Regions from separate parts of the Oryza sativa genome. Here region 2 is linked to region 1. The links are chromatin contacts, called in public ChIA-PET maps. All regions are on one chromosome and are shown on one strand. Each heading gives the region's core, a stretch centred on a gene start, on an enhancer-like site or on the middle of the called end of the contact. The rest is flanking DNA. Distances are from core to core; before and after follow the strand shown. Region 1 holds the start of LOC4343722 (UDP-rhamnose/UDP-galactose transporter 2). Region 2 holds the start of LOC4343735 (chitin-inducible gibberellin-responsive protein 2-like).

Region 1 (6,991 bases), core at 185-2,684:
GACCGTCTAATATATGAGTATCATATGTGATGCCCCCTTGACAAGAAAAGACTCGAGTTCTTTCCAGCCTTGCTTGCCATGGCAGGAAAGGTTATTCAGTGGCGTAGTCCTAAGCTTCCTGCGGACTAGTATGTGCTACACAATAACACTAAGTGTATTATATCACACAAAGCGCACGCTGAATGGCACATGTACAAGTCATGCATGACCATGACGATGAACGGATTTGTCTAATCGTAATTACTGCTTGGTTGCTGGTGAAATTCAGTCAAATATTTGCTGAAAATTTTAATTTAGTTCAGTTTTTAACTTAGATCGGTTTACCAAGTGGTTTCTCGATACATACTGCTAAATCCCCGACCCCTAGCGGTATAACTTTCAACCAAATTTTGATTGATTTTACTGTTTCAATTTAAATTCTTGAAAACCATCTAAATTTTTACTCAGAGTCTACTTTTGTCCCAATCGAAACTTCAAAATTTCATGGTGTTCGATCGGTTTTTGTCGAAAACGTAGACCCAAAGGCATTTGTCAACTTGTGTCAGATGAAGGTGGAACCCATAACGGTTTTGCTATTTCACTTGTGACATGTTTTTGGACTCTTGTATTTTGATTTTTTGTCCATAGGATCTTACATTAAGATTCGTGTTTGTATAGATCCAACTTGTAGTTACACTCTTACAAAACACTTATATTTGGTTATAGAGCATTTACACTCAGTTACAATGCACCAAAATTAGATTTCACAACTGCATTTGTTTCCAGATTTACGATTTTGACATATTTATCCTCTTCTTCTATTTAAAGCACTCCATCCATTAAAAAAAAAGCTAACCTCACAACTAGTATAACGAATCTGGACACACATCCTAATACAATGAATCTAAAACCTAGATATACTTTATATACAGATTCGTTGACACATCTTACTAAGAGGTTGTTTTTTTTGGGACAGAAGGAGCAGACTGTATCCATTAGTTGAAAATTTTAACTCCCAACCTATCCAAAAATCAATAGGTAGGTGATGTTCATTTATCCTGAAGATAAAGATGAAGATTATGTTTTTTTTGCAAAACGAGATGGTATTAATATATGATTGATTAAGTTTTAAATATTATAAATTTGAAAAATAAATTAATATGATATTTTTTGAGCAACTTTTATATAGAAAGTTTTTACACGAAACACATCGTTTAACAGTTTAAAAAACATGACATGAAAATCTTAATATTCATCCAGCTTTTATTGGAGAAAATAACAGGACCGTAGTCACGCACAAACAGTCTGCAGCTGCATTGCACCGCGTGGCTGATAAGACGAAGAGAGGAGAGCCTTGGGCCCCTTTCACCTCTTTAACCCCAGCCAGCAGCAGAACCAGTCGCGGGGGGGCCTCGCGGGCGCTTTGAATTGAACTGGCCACGGGGCGAGAACTCGGCGAAATCCATCCACAATCCCGCACGGCAAAACGCGCAAAAAGAGGGGAAACTGCAATGAAAAAGGGGCCAGCATGCGCGAACGCACAGCCCCCGGCCGCGCCCAGATCCCGCTCTGTCGCCGTCGCCGCTGGCTGCCACCCTTCCCCCTCCCCTCCTCCCCTCCCCCGCGCGTCGTCTTTCTCCTCTAATCTCTCCTTCTCTTAACCCGCCTCCCCTCCCGTTCTCCCCGCAGATCGCAGTTTTTTCACCGTCCTCCGCCCGTGCAGTTGACGCTTCCGCCTCCCACACTGCGTCTGCGTGCGCACACAGCACCAATTCGAAACCCCTCCCCGCACTCCCTCCCCCTCCCTTCCTTGCCTTGCCTAGGCGGCAACGCCTCCCGTCCTTTATAACCCTGCGGCTCCTCCCGCGTGAGGCACCGAGGCCCGGGTGGTAGACCGCGGGACCCGAGCCGAGCCGTGCCCTGCCCTGCCCTTCCTCCGCCCAGGGTCGCAGCCAGGTCGTCGTCGTCGTCGGAGGGGGAAGAGAGCCGCGGCGGCGTCAGGAGGAGGAGGAGGGGCGAGATGGAGGCGGAGAAGAAGCCGCCGGCGGTGTCCGACGTCGGGGCGTGGGCGATGAACGTCGTCAGCTCCGTCGGCATCATCATGGCAAACAAGCAGCTCATGTCCTCCTCCGGCTACGCCTTCTCCTTCGGTACCCTTCGCGCCTTCGCGCGCTCCTCCTCCTCCCCTTTCCCCTCTCCGCAGATCTGGATCCGCAGGTTCGGGTTTGTTCCTGGTGACGCCGCCGCGGGATCTGATTTTTTCTTCTTTTTTTCGTTTCCTCCTTTGGTCGAATGCAGCCACGACGCTGACCGGATTCCACTTCACGGTCACGGCGCTCGTCGGATGGATCTCCAACGCCACCGGCTACTCCGTATCCAAGCACGTCCCGCTCTGGGAGCTCGTCTGGTTCTCCCTCGTCGCCAACACGTCCATCACCGGGATGAACCTTAGTCTCATGCTCAACTCCGTCGGTTTCTATCAGGTATTGTATATTTACTAGGTTGCCCATTTGCCTGGAATGTTTGTATATGCCGTCTTGTGCTCTTGTGTGGCTGAAGGTGCGAAACCTCTGCAAACCTGTAGATCTCGAAATTGAGCATGATCCCGGTGGTTTGCTTGATGGAATGGGTGCTCAACAGCAAGCACTACACCACCAAGGTTATATCGGCCGTGGTCGTCGTGGCGGCGGGTGTTGGGATTTGCACGGTCACGGATGTGGAGGTCAATGCCAAGGGATTCATCTGCGCTTGCGTGGCTGTCTTCTGCACGTCGCTTCAACAGATTGTGAGTTTTTCTCCCCCCTTAATCCTGATACTGGACCTGTGCTGTTATGCATTTCAAATTCCCCTTTAGGATGTTAAAAATACTAGTTATGGATACTGCAATTGCCAACTACTCAAGCGTTTTTTTGTTAACACTATAGGCTTGATACTCTTTTGAAACTGAATCATGTTGCTGAGGATGAAAAAAATCAGTTTTTTTTTATTGAACAATGGTGTAGCAATGTTTTTGTGGTGGCACTTGTTTTTCAATCTTCTGTTAATTTACTTAGGACATTCTGTTGTAACACTATTCTGAATTGCGATAGCATTCAAACTAAAGTGTGGATGCTAGAACCTTGCCATTGAGTCCTCAGAATACAGAAAACTCAGAAACAGCCAATCTAAACTGTAGAATAGTAATGCTGGCCATAGAATTGTACATGGAATGTTTATTTTCGCATCATAAGCTGTAGATTTGCAATTCTCACGAGTCGTGATAGACTATTTTTATGTACCCCTTCAGCCTTGATACTTTACATTGTGGAATTTACATGCTAGCTGTGAATCACTTTGAAGATTTACGACCAAGCTGAAGCAACTTTTGGACTATTTACCAGTTTCTAAAACTTGGATCAGGCTGTGGTCCAACTAGGGCAACCGGGGACGGCTCCTTTTAGGATACTACTAGAGATATTTTTTGGGGGTGAAATGGACTATAAATTATTTTATTAGATTGTCCAGCTCAGGATTTGACTTAGAATACGACCTGCAAGCTGCAATATCCATCATGGGAACATGTCAATAGGCAAAAACCAAGCTGGGCCATCACCCCTCTATTGCTAGGATGGGACTATGGGAACTAAAGCCTATATAAGTGTTGAACAGGATCATATAACTATGAGTTGAGATTGGATTCAACATAACTCAAGTGATAATAACTACTATATTATTGAACCGTAGACAGACAGTTTGAAGTGGCAGTCGGACCTGTGAACTGGACTGCAAGTGGTTCACCGGCCAGCTTTTAAAAACTATGCCTATGATGTTTATATTCCTGTAATCTTATTGCATTGGACAGTGATAAATATTTATGGCTCTTCGTACGGTAATAATTTTGATACATAAGTTGGTTTTTGAAATTTGTGGAAGATGATTACTTAAATCTGAATGCTGATGGATCCTTCTTTGTAAATTATATGCTGAGTTCTGACAATGCGTTACTTGTCCTTGTCCCAGACAATTGGCTCCTTTCAGAAGAAGTACAACATAGGGTCATTTGAACTTCTCAGCAAAACTGCACCAATACAGGCTGTGTCTCTTATTATACTTGGTCCCTTTGCTGACTATTACCTCAATGGGCGATGGTTATTAAACTACAACTTCTCAACTGGGGCAACTGTAAGTTCTCTCGCATGTGCATGTCACAATTTTCTATTCATGACAGCACTCTTTCCAAATGAATGATACCTTTGCCATGTTATTGTATCTTCTACTCTAGATTTGTGCTAGTACTATTGAGTATTTTATTGGAATGTTTCATCAATGATTTCTCCCATTCTTCATGTTGAGTGGACATCCCCGCATCAGTACACCACTAGTAAATTGTCAACTTTGTTTCCCATTGAAATATTATTTGTTTTGCCTAATGTTCATCCCAAGAAAATTGTTGAACGATTAGTTTCTATTCTATGACTACAGCACGGTGAAACTGGAATTTACTGCTAACCAAACAGAACAGTTCCTATCATGCAGTTTTCGTGCTGTGGTCTGTTTTAATCATTATGCACTTCTCCTTGTTGCTTTAATACTCCTACTGGGAATTCTTAAAACATGTTCTAACAACTTGCTATGTTAATAACTCTGCAGTTCTTCATATTGCTTTCTTGCTCCTTGGCTGTCTTCTGCAACATGAGCCAGTACCTCTGCATCGGCCGGTTCTCTGCAACTTCGTTCCAGGTCCTGGGCCACATGAAGACCGTGTGCGTGCTGATTCTTGGCTGGATCCTGTTCGACTCGGCCCTCACCGTGAAGAACATCCTCGGGATGCTGCTCGCCGTGATGGGCATGGTGGTCTACAGCTGGGCCGTGGAGACCGAGAAGAAGGCCTCCGCCCCAATCCCCCGGAACAAGAGCGACATGCTGGACGACTCCGAGGACGTTCCCCTCAAGGCCAGGGTGAGCGGCCTCCCCTCGTCCGACCTCGAGGAAGGCGAGATGAAGAGCTAGCTAATGACATATTATTTATTCATTCTTCTTGTTCCTTTCTTTTTTGTACGTGTTCAAATCCATATATTGCCCCCATTCTGGGGGAAGTTCTTGAAGCTATCGGCACTTGTGTTAATTTTGCCTCCTCCCTTGTTCCTGGGGTTCATAGATGATGATGATGCTGATGAACCCCAGCCGGTCTCGACGTAGATGACCATTTTAGAAGCCATGTTCTTGATGGCGTGTTGTTATTATAGATGACAAGACTTATAATGGAATACAGGTGTTTATCCGTTGTAGGATGATTCTGTTGAAGCTGTCGATATTTTTTTTCTTCTTTTTTGCTTGAGGTTTGGCTACCTGTCTGCTTGTGCTGCCATGGTGGTGGTATCTTTCGCCATGAGTGCTATGCGCATCGGCATCGTGCATTTTGTCGGGGTTGCCTGCCTCACATGGGAGATGGTGGGATTGGACAGTGGCACGTGGCGAAGGCCGGCAACGAGGATGTCGACGGCGGCCGGCTGCCGGCCCAGCGAGGAAAAGCCACGGCCAATGACGGGAATACTACCTTCTTGTCTTTCTCTGCATGTGACGTGTGAATAGTTTTGAACTTTAGATGTTTTTATTATACTCTCGGTTTTGGTAGTTCTTTGTCCAATCAACTTTGTAGATATAATTGGAGAATATTCGTAATTTGATGGGTAATGGGTTCTGTGGAGTTCGATTCAGTTGGCTTCTTGTAAAGTATAATCCGCCTTTGGGAGTTTGGGCGTGACAAGTGGCGTAATCATCAACCTTAAAACGTGTAAATGAGTCATGTGTCATGCTATACATAGGGTTCAACCTCTATGAGGGTAGGATAAATTTCAAGTCGAGTTGCCTAATTTTCCAGTCAGGGTACTGGGTAACCCCACCTTCATAAACACCATGATAAAAAGGAGTACTAATCACAAGAATGCACAATCACACACCAGTCCATGCACGCTTTGCACTGGACGATATCACCACATACATGTCCCCCTCTTTTGTTTGCCATCAACTTTGTCCAAACTGCCACCATATGCATTGGAAAATCCCTTGCCTATCCGGTTAGTCTTGTAGACTCCAATCACCTGGCTGTCTTGACACGGAACTCGGATCAAGCTGCTGATTCCGAACATAATTAACTTATTTTAGCGAAAAGTACAAAAAATTAATTATGTTTCACAATACAATTGAAATATATATACACTCTCCGTAAAAAAAAAAAAAACTAGAAGTGAATGTGATATGTTCGGATTTATTGTACTAGGATATGTCACATACAGCTGTAGGTTTGTATTTTTTTTTTACGGAGAGAGTATGTTTGATTGAAAATAATGTTAATCATCATCCTATTGAAAATAACAAAATGGAAAGAACTTCTCCAATTTGTTTATTTCTAAAGGAAGACCCCCTTTTTGTCAGCTTCCTTCCTTACCCTTGAATGTTCTCATCAACTGCTCCTACAGTTCTACTGCTATTATACTGCTACCAGTACATTCTTGACAGTCTTTCCACCCTTTTGCCTGCATGTGTTTTGAAATTCTTCATTTCTTCCCGGGCCCGTGGTCTGTGAAGTCAAATTGGATCGTTTAGTTTATCTGTTTTACTTATCATTCACCTGATCTCCTAAACACTAGTTGGTCCACGCATGTATCCCTTTAACTTGCACAGTCGCGGCACATGATCTACCCACTGGGACTTCCAAATGCACACACATACATGTGCTTTGAAAACGAATAGGCGAATAACTAACTCTCCACGACCACGTCTACCAGTACGTACTACTTGATGTTTTTTTTTGCTTTATTTATTTTTCCTCGTGTGTGATAGGATATTGAGCAATCTCATCGTCGGTACTTTGCAGAAATAACAAGGCAATATATATATACACGCCGTGTCGTACCCAATTGCTGCCGAATAAAATCGTTGGCAATATCATAAATCGATAGTACTCGAAAATGTGTGATGTGTGGTTGGTGGCTTGGTGCTACCGTGCTAGGATGATGCCAAGAAGTACGGT
Region 2 (7,096 bases), core at 3,318-5,817, 130 kb before region 1:
GGAAGCATGTTGAGAGAGCATCACATGATCCAAAATCAGTCATAACAACATATGAAGGAAAACATAACCATGAAGTCCCTGCGTCGAGGAATGCGAGCCATGAGATGTCCACTCCCCCCATGAAGCCTGTTGTCCATCCAATTAACAGCAATATGCAGGGCCTTGGTGGCATGATGAGAGCATGTGAACCTAGGACATTTCCAAACCAATATTCTCAAGCAGCTGAAAGTGACACCATCAGCCTTGATCTTGGTGTTGGAATCAGCCCGAACCACAGCGATGCCACAAACCAATTGCAGTCCTCAGTTTCTGATCAGATGCAGTATCAAATGCAGCCCATGGGTTCAGTATACAGTAATATGGGACTTCCAGCAATGGCAATGCCGACTATGGCTGGCAATGCAGCTAGCAATATATATGGTTCGAGAGAAGAAAAACCTAGTGAAGGTTTTACTTTCAAAGCCACACCGATGGACCATTCGGCTAACTTATGCTACAGTACCGCCGGCAATTTAGTCATGGGTCCGTGAGAGTCTATACTAATGCTTATAGCTCGAGAATCATATATTACCAATGCTTCGTATTGACATTCTCTTCAGAAAGATGCTCCTATCATTGACACATCAGTTGAACCGGAGGCGAGAGCTGTACCTGTGGGCTGCAGCAAAATACACCACATGGGTCTTCTGGAGCGGCAAAGGCCTTGTTGTATACTTGTATGTGGCACTGGCCCTATATTCGTTGTACAGTGAACCCGTTAAGATTAATTAGATCATCAGAATTTGGTTTTCTTTAACTATCTTCGCCTTCAGTGGAATGTGGATAGAACATGGATTATGGTTGATTTGGTTTTGTGAGCTTGTCTAATTCTCTTTTGTGACAAAGCTTTGTATCTCACTGCATATGTACAATGCCGTTGGCAGTAAAGATATGCAAATGTGATACCTGTAACACGTACGAATGCTCGGACCGTTGGATTCGTCCCGGTTGAAACATGATGCTACATTTTCAGCTCTACTTGCCAGCATTCCAATGGATATTTTAGCTTATAGTGGATGATAATTCTGATCATAGACATTAGTGTGCCACAACATTACTACAAGACATTTAAAAGAAAAACTGAAACATATACTCTCAAACATGTACTACACTTCTACACCTCATCAGCATTTTGCCCATTTTCGAGTTTGACCCTAGCCGCTACCTTACCATTACAACACCATTGTTACAGCTACCCTTACCAGTCCATGATCACTATAGCTTTCTAAAGCCCCCAGCCAAGATGGTTACAAGGGAAGTTCGTCGTCAGATCACCTCACAAAGTCACAACGCTAGTGCCACGCCGACGAGACCACCAGGGGCCTGCTCTTCCACCCGAGGTAGAGCGCCCCATCCCTCTCGGCGAGCTTGTAGTTGTCCGAGTAGCTCTGCAGCAGCGTCCTGATGGTGGCGTTCACCAGCGAGCTGAGCGGCGACGGCCTGAACCCGGCCATGGTGAGGCGCGCCTTCCACTTGCCGAAGGGCTCGTACCGCTCCGCCCTCTCCTCCCCCTCGCACGCGATGAGGTTGACGATCTCCCTCGCGAGGCAGTGCTGCTCCATGTTGATCCTCTCCCTGTCGTCCCTCGGCAGCGTCAGGTCGATGGACTCGAAGATGGCGGTGTAGTAGTCCAGCGTCTCCGCGAACCTCTGCGGGAATGGCGCCGTGTTCGTGTTGGACTCCATCTCCACCAGGGTGAGTACCTTCGGCGACAGGCTCTTCACCATCCTTAGGAGGCGGTCACGGTGGTTCGCCGTGCTCACCGACTCGTCTGGAATGTGGTGCAGCTCCAGGGTGAAGTTCACGGCGAGGGCTTCCCCGGGGATGACTCCGAGATGTGCTGCCTCCACCTTGCTGCCGGAGATAGCAAGTGGGTGGAATTCAAAGGGCACCTTGCACAGGCTGGCGATGTGCGACAGCCTCCTTCCGACCAGCTCTAGCCCGCCGCCTCGTGCGTAAGCTGACACTGAGTCATCAATACCAGTGATCCTTACAGTTGGTGGTCCACCAGGCCTGGCTGCAAGGGCCTGAAGGAGAGAGATCCACTGAGCCCCTTGAGAGATATGGAAGTCGATGATATGAATCCTGTCTTCTCCCTTGACAGCCTCTGCAATAGCACCATTTGCCGACATATACCCAAACTTGAAGTAGGGACAGGCCTCATACAGGAAGTGCATGTAAGACAGAAGGTCAGAGCTCTTTGGTTCCTTGCATTTCAAAGCTTTGTAGATTGAAATGCCAGAGGAGGCAAGCCTGGCAACAAGCCCTTCTACCATGTAGGCTCCCAACCTCTCAAGTGGCTCACCAGATACCGAAACTATTTTTCTCAGCTCTGGAATCATCATATCAATAGCAAAGCTATTCTTCTCTTCCACAGCTCTAGCACAGGCAATCAGTAGCTCTTTCAAGTTGCCTCTAGGAATGCCCATCATGCGCACCCACTTCTCCGGCTCCAAGGAAAGTTGGTTTGCCACCGAATTCTCAAGGCTGTTGACTATTTCCGAGTCTGGCCCAAGCATAACGGCCTCGAGATCCTTCAGTTTTTGCTTCAGATCATTAGGATCCTCAGTGACACAGGAGGCGCCTACAGGAGATCCATCAGTCGAGTCAGAGTGGCTGTCTTCCTGAGATAGAGGGCTACCACTTCTGGTTGTGAAACTTTGACTGGAAGGAGAATCATGTCTCATACAACCAGCACCTTCAGAGGAGTCCAATGTGTACTTGTTAGGAGTAGCCTGGCTTTCATAACCAGCATCCGGTGAATGTGACTTTAGGCCATAATGATGTGGCACAACGTGGGTGTCTGAAGGTGCCCTATAAGGGTGGCAAGGGTGCTGTGGATTATCAGAATACTGGAACTGCTTCAGGTTTTGGCTCGGTATATTGCTGAAGGGATGAATCATTCGGGAAGTTGGAGTATCAGCCATTATGGTTCAGTAAAGACCTCCTAACCAATTACTGCATAGTATCCACTGCTTCGCGTATGGCAAGGAGATCCAGGAACAGATTAACTGGAAGGAAAACTTTGTACTAGTTTGTTGTTGGTGTCTTGATATCTCTAGTCCTCCAGTAAAATTTCAGAAATCCAGCAGGAACAAAATCTGCAATGAACCAGTAGATATCAGAAGTCAGAACATAAACAAACTGAGCTACCAACTCAAGTAAATCTGGCACTGAACTACTGGAAGCAATTATTTTAAGTAGTATCAGAACCAAACAAGGCAATATCGGTAATTGAAATGGATTTTCTGACGTTGTTTCATTGAAGAAACCACCCACTATGAATTCTCAAACATTTAATGTTGAGAAAACCACAATATCTCAAATCTCAGATACCTGAGATAATCTACTGTATCTAACGAAAGAAGATCGCCAGAAAACTACATAGAATCTATCCTACAACAATACTGAGTATCTGATCAGAACTGAAGAAAGCGGGCATGCCAAAGTACATGTTGGACTGTGGCAACTTAACTTGGGATCAAATGTCATACATGCATTCTTTTCTGCCAAATAAAACTAAGACGAGCAGAAACCTTAGCTCTTCTAAACAAGCATCATTATGATGTGAAAACATGTTAATTCCGCTAATAAAAGACGAAACAAAAAAGAAACAACTAAGAAATTAGGTTGTGCAATACCACCAACTATTTTGGCATCCTAGTCCTACCGACAAGTGAACAAAATCAAGCAGCATGCCGTAACGCTGACCGTAGAACAACGTCATGAATGGATGGGTACCGTACACCCATCGTACAAGAAGGTTCGACCAATCCGTGTGCCAACAAAACAGAGGGCTGTAGATCAAGTCGTAAAGTATCCCCCTCTCCCATAATTTTCCGACACCAAAACAGAGGGCAAAGTTTGACACTTTGACCCGTTTAGCGCAACTACCCCCGGGTCCCGGCACAAGATTATTACGAACACCCACCTTAAAAAAATTCACTCCAAGTCAGCGGTCAAAAGCTTCAAGATCTACCTTGCTCAGCTACCACTCGTGCGCTGCTATGACGCGGTCCGTCTCTCTCGGTGATTAACTTCACGGCTTCAACCAAACCACGATTCAACGGGGACTAAGCCGCTGCATGCGTCGCTAAACACGCTCACGAATGCGTAGATGAACAACGATATGCCTAGAAGAATCGCCAAGCTACCGAAAGAAGCAAAGCAAAGTGCTGGATTTGAGCCATGCGAGGAACTTCCACAGAGCAGAGCAGCCTCGCATGTCGCACCCGCGCGCTCCGATCCAGCCTCGCATGCGCACTACACGAAGAACCCGGCCTAGCTAGCATACAGCATACTATAGTACTACCACCAGCTGCTACAAGAAAGGACGGCGATTACCTCAGCGAGCTCCGCTCCGGCGCGTCGGATCTCAGCGGCGGCCGGCGGGGAGGACGAAGGGTTGGGGAGGCGGCGCACGCAGCCGCGGAGGAAGCAGGTGGTGGTGGTGGTGGTGGTAGTGAGGAGGAGGTGAGCTGGGGAATTTTTCGGGTGGGCGCGGGTATTTCTACCCGGTGGCCCGTGCGCGTCGTCCGCGGTTTGTCGTGAGGCATGACGGATGCGCGGGGGGGGGGGGGGGGGGGGGGGGGGGGGGGGTGTGGGGGGCCCACCGTGCGCCCCGTGTTCAAACGAACGTGGGGCCCAGCAGAAAAGGGTATCTATCCCTCTCGAGTGTCCTGTGACTCCTGTCCAGCTAACCAGCCACTCATCTGCTGCTGATCTGCTTGCTATTCGAGGGGGAAGAAAAAACTCAGCTGCTGCTGCTGCTAGCCTACGGATGATTGGATGAAGTATCCTCTCAGTAGTAGTAGTAGTAGTAATAGATTACGGCATTCGCATGTCCAAATTGGTAGTTTTAAATATTGTCTCATCTAATTTTAGGTTGGTTCTTTCTAGAATGGAATGATTCGTTATACTGGGTAGGATCCCATCTATTTTTAGATTTGTTTTTTCGAAACGGAGGGGTATGTCGTAGGTCACTTATACGTGGGTCAGTAAAAATATGATTTTTATATACCAGTTATCTCTCTACTATTATAAAAATTAAAGATATTTTTACCGTTACTTTGGTAGATCATTCGTATTTGAGTCGGTTGTTAAGTTCGTTCGTTTTTGGAAATATAGATCCGTGTTTGAGTCCGCTTTTAAGTCTGATCACTTTTGAAAATACAAAAGGAGTCATATAAGAAATCTCTTTAAAAAAAACTCGCACACTAACTTGGGATGCTTTTGGAAATACAGAAGGAGTCGTATAAGAAATACTTTAAAAAAAAACTCGCATGCTAACTTGAGATGAGAGATAGACTCCTAATTGTAGCTCATAGTTTTCTAAAAGAAATATCCAAGCAAATTCCCACAATAATTTTCACTCTAACTGAACCGTATAATAATAATAATAATAATAATAATAATAATAATAATAATAATAATAATAATAATAATAATAATAATAATAATAAGACTAAAATAGCCTTCATCTGTTGCAACACATGGGCATTTTTTCTAGTAAAATAAAAAAAAGTATCATCTAGTTGTTGTTACCGCTGGTTTTTCAGTAAATTTTAAGTTTTAGTAGTAGGTTAATAGGATTAAAAGTATACTTTTCACTTTTCTTTACTTAGAAAAATGGCAACTAATTGACTCTTCAAGTTTGTCTAGGCCAAATATTACTAGCAAGTAGGAGTATAGGATATATTCTTGGAAGATGACGCTACCTAAAGAGAAGCAAACTAGCTAGGCGCTAAATAATTATCTCACGGAATCAGGAATTTCATACCGAACATGCTTATCATGAACCACTAAGGTTTTAGTATTTTGACTTCTTGTAATATTTATGTGACGCTCGTGTAGAGAAAAATATTGACGATTAAGGTTTTAGTATTAAGTTATGTACTCCCTCCGTTTCAAAATGTTTGACACCGTTGACTTTTTAATTCGTGTTTGACCATTCGCCTTATTCAAAAATTTTAAGTAATTATTTATTCTTTTCATATCATTTGATTTATCGTTAAATATACTTTCATGTACACATATAGTTTTACATATTTCATAATTTTTTTTTGAATAAGACGAATGGTCAAACATGTGCTAAAAAGTTAACGGTGTCAAATATTTTGAAACGGAGGGAGTATGACATAGGACCTAGAACCTAAAGGAGATATGGAGGCTTCCGAAGATAGTGAATACTAGTATTTAGTATTTGTCGCTCTCATGTAACTGTACTAGAAAACACGTGTTTGAGATTTTTTTTTCCTTGGAACAGCCCAGTCAAAGCTTCTCGAGGCATTTTGTTCTGGTTAATATTATCCCACAGTACATTACTAGCGGAATTTTCCCATCTATTTTTACACCGAGATATTCTTTTTTTTTGAATTTGATACATGCAATTTTGCACTGGACACAATTATCCTAGATTATGTTTCTATACATATATACATTTGTATTGGCGCTGTTCTACTTAATTTCACTCTTGTGCAGTCAACACACAGTGTGTTGTGTCTGCCAGGGGCGGATCCAATATGGGTGCAGGGGGGCCTCGAGTCCCCCCTACACCCACAAGACCTATGGATACCCTCGGAGCACCCCCTTCAATTTTTTCACCATGAATAATAAACTAAAGGTCTCTAAATGGCTGGAGGTTGAAGAAACTGTATAATTGAGCCTCTCAATTTTTTGTTCCTAGATCCGCCCCCGGTGTCTGCATCTATAGCAGCTAGGGTTGTGTTTAGCTGTAGCGGCTGTAATGGTTAGCCGAACATGCTCATTTATATAACTATATCAATTGATCTAAACCATCATAATCTGAACCCACCATATATAATTTAATGGTCCAAACCTTTTTTCTTTTTTATAATTAATGTGAGAATTTATAGTACTTGTTCAGAGCGAACATGGTTAGTTTTTCAAGCTACCTTCATAATATATTAGATTAACGAGTTATAATAGACTAGCCTATATGCTATGAGGACTTTTACGGTACAATATACTGCTAGTATATACTGCAAGTATATATGATCTAACAGTGTAGATTAATTTGATTTTTTATTAATTAGAT

The links. ChIA-PET counts read pairs in DNA pulled down with a chosen protein or histone mark.
Region 2: a contact with region 1 is called in an RNA polymerase II ChIA-PET map of leaf, with 2.7 times the contacts expected there. The contact joins the promoter of LOC4343735 here to the promoter of LOC4343722 in region 1. A contact is called at or near these places in 1 of 15 Hi-C or Micro-C datasets (seedling) and 1 of 4 datasets of contacts at active chromatin or transcription factors (leaf).

The regions. Positions count from the first base shown.
Region 1 is chr7:23,739,670-23,746,660 of ASM3414082v1, reverse strand. LOC4343722 (UDP-rhamnose/UDP-galactose transporter 2) reads left to right here and starts at 1,434. Exons shown (of 5, transcript XM_015792008.3): 1 at 1,434-2,129; 2 at 2,278-2,462; 3 at 2,564-2,764; 4 at 3,979-4,140; 5 at 4,609-5,255. The coding sequence starts at 2,000. The coding sequence ends at 4,968.
Region 2 is chr7:23,877,497-23,884,592 of ASM3414082v1, reverse strand. LOC4343735 (chitin-inducible gibberellin-responsive protein 2-like) reads right to left here and starts at 4,567. Exons shown (of 2, transcript NM_001403126.1): 1 at 4,384-4,567; 2 at 1,019-3,140. The coding sequence starts at 2,966. The coding sequence ends at 1,332. LOC4343736 (WRKY transcription factor SUSIBA2) reads left to right here. Exons shown (of 6, transcript NM_001403125.1): 6 at 1-791. The coding sequence ends at 530.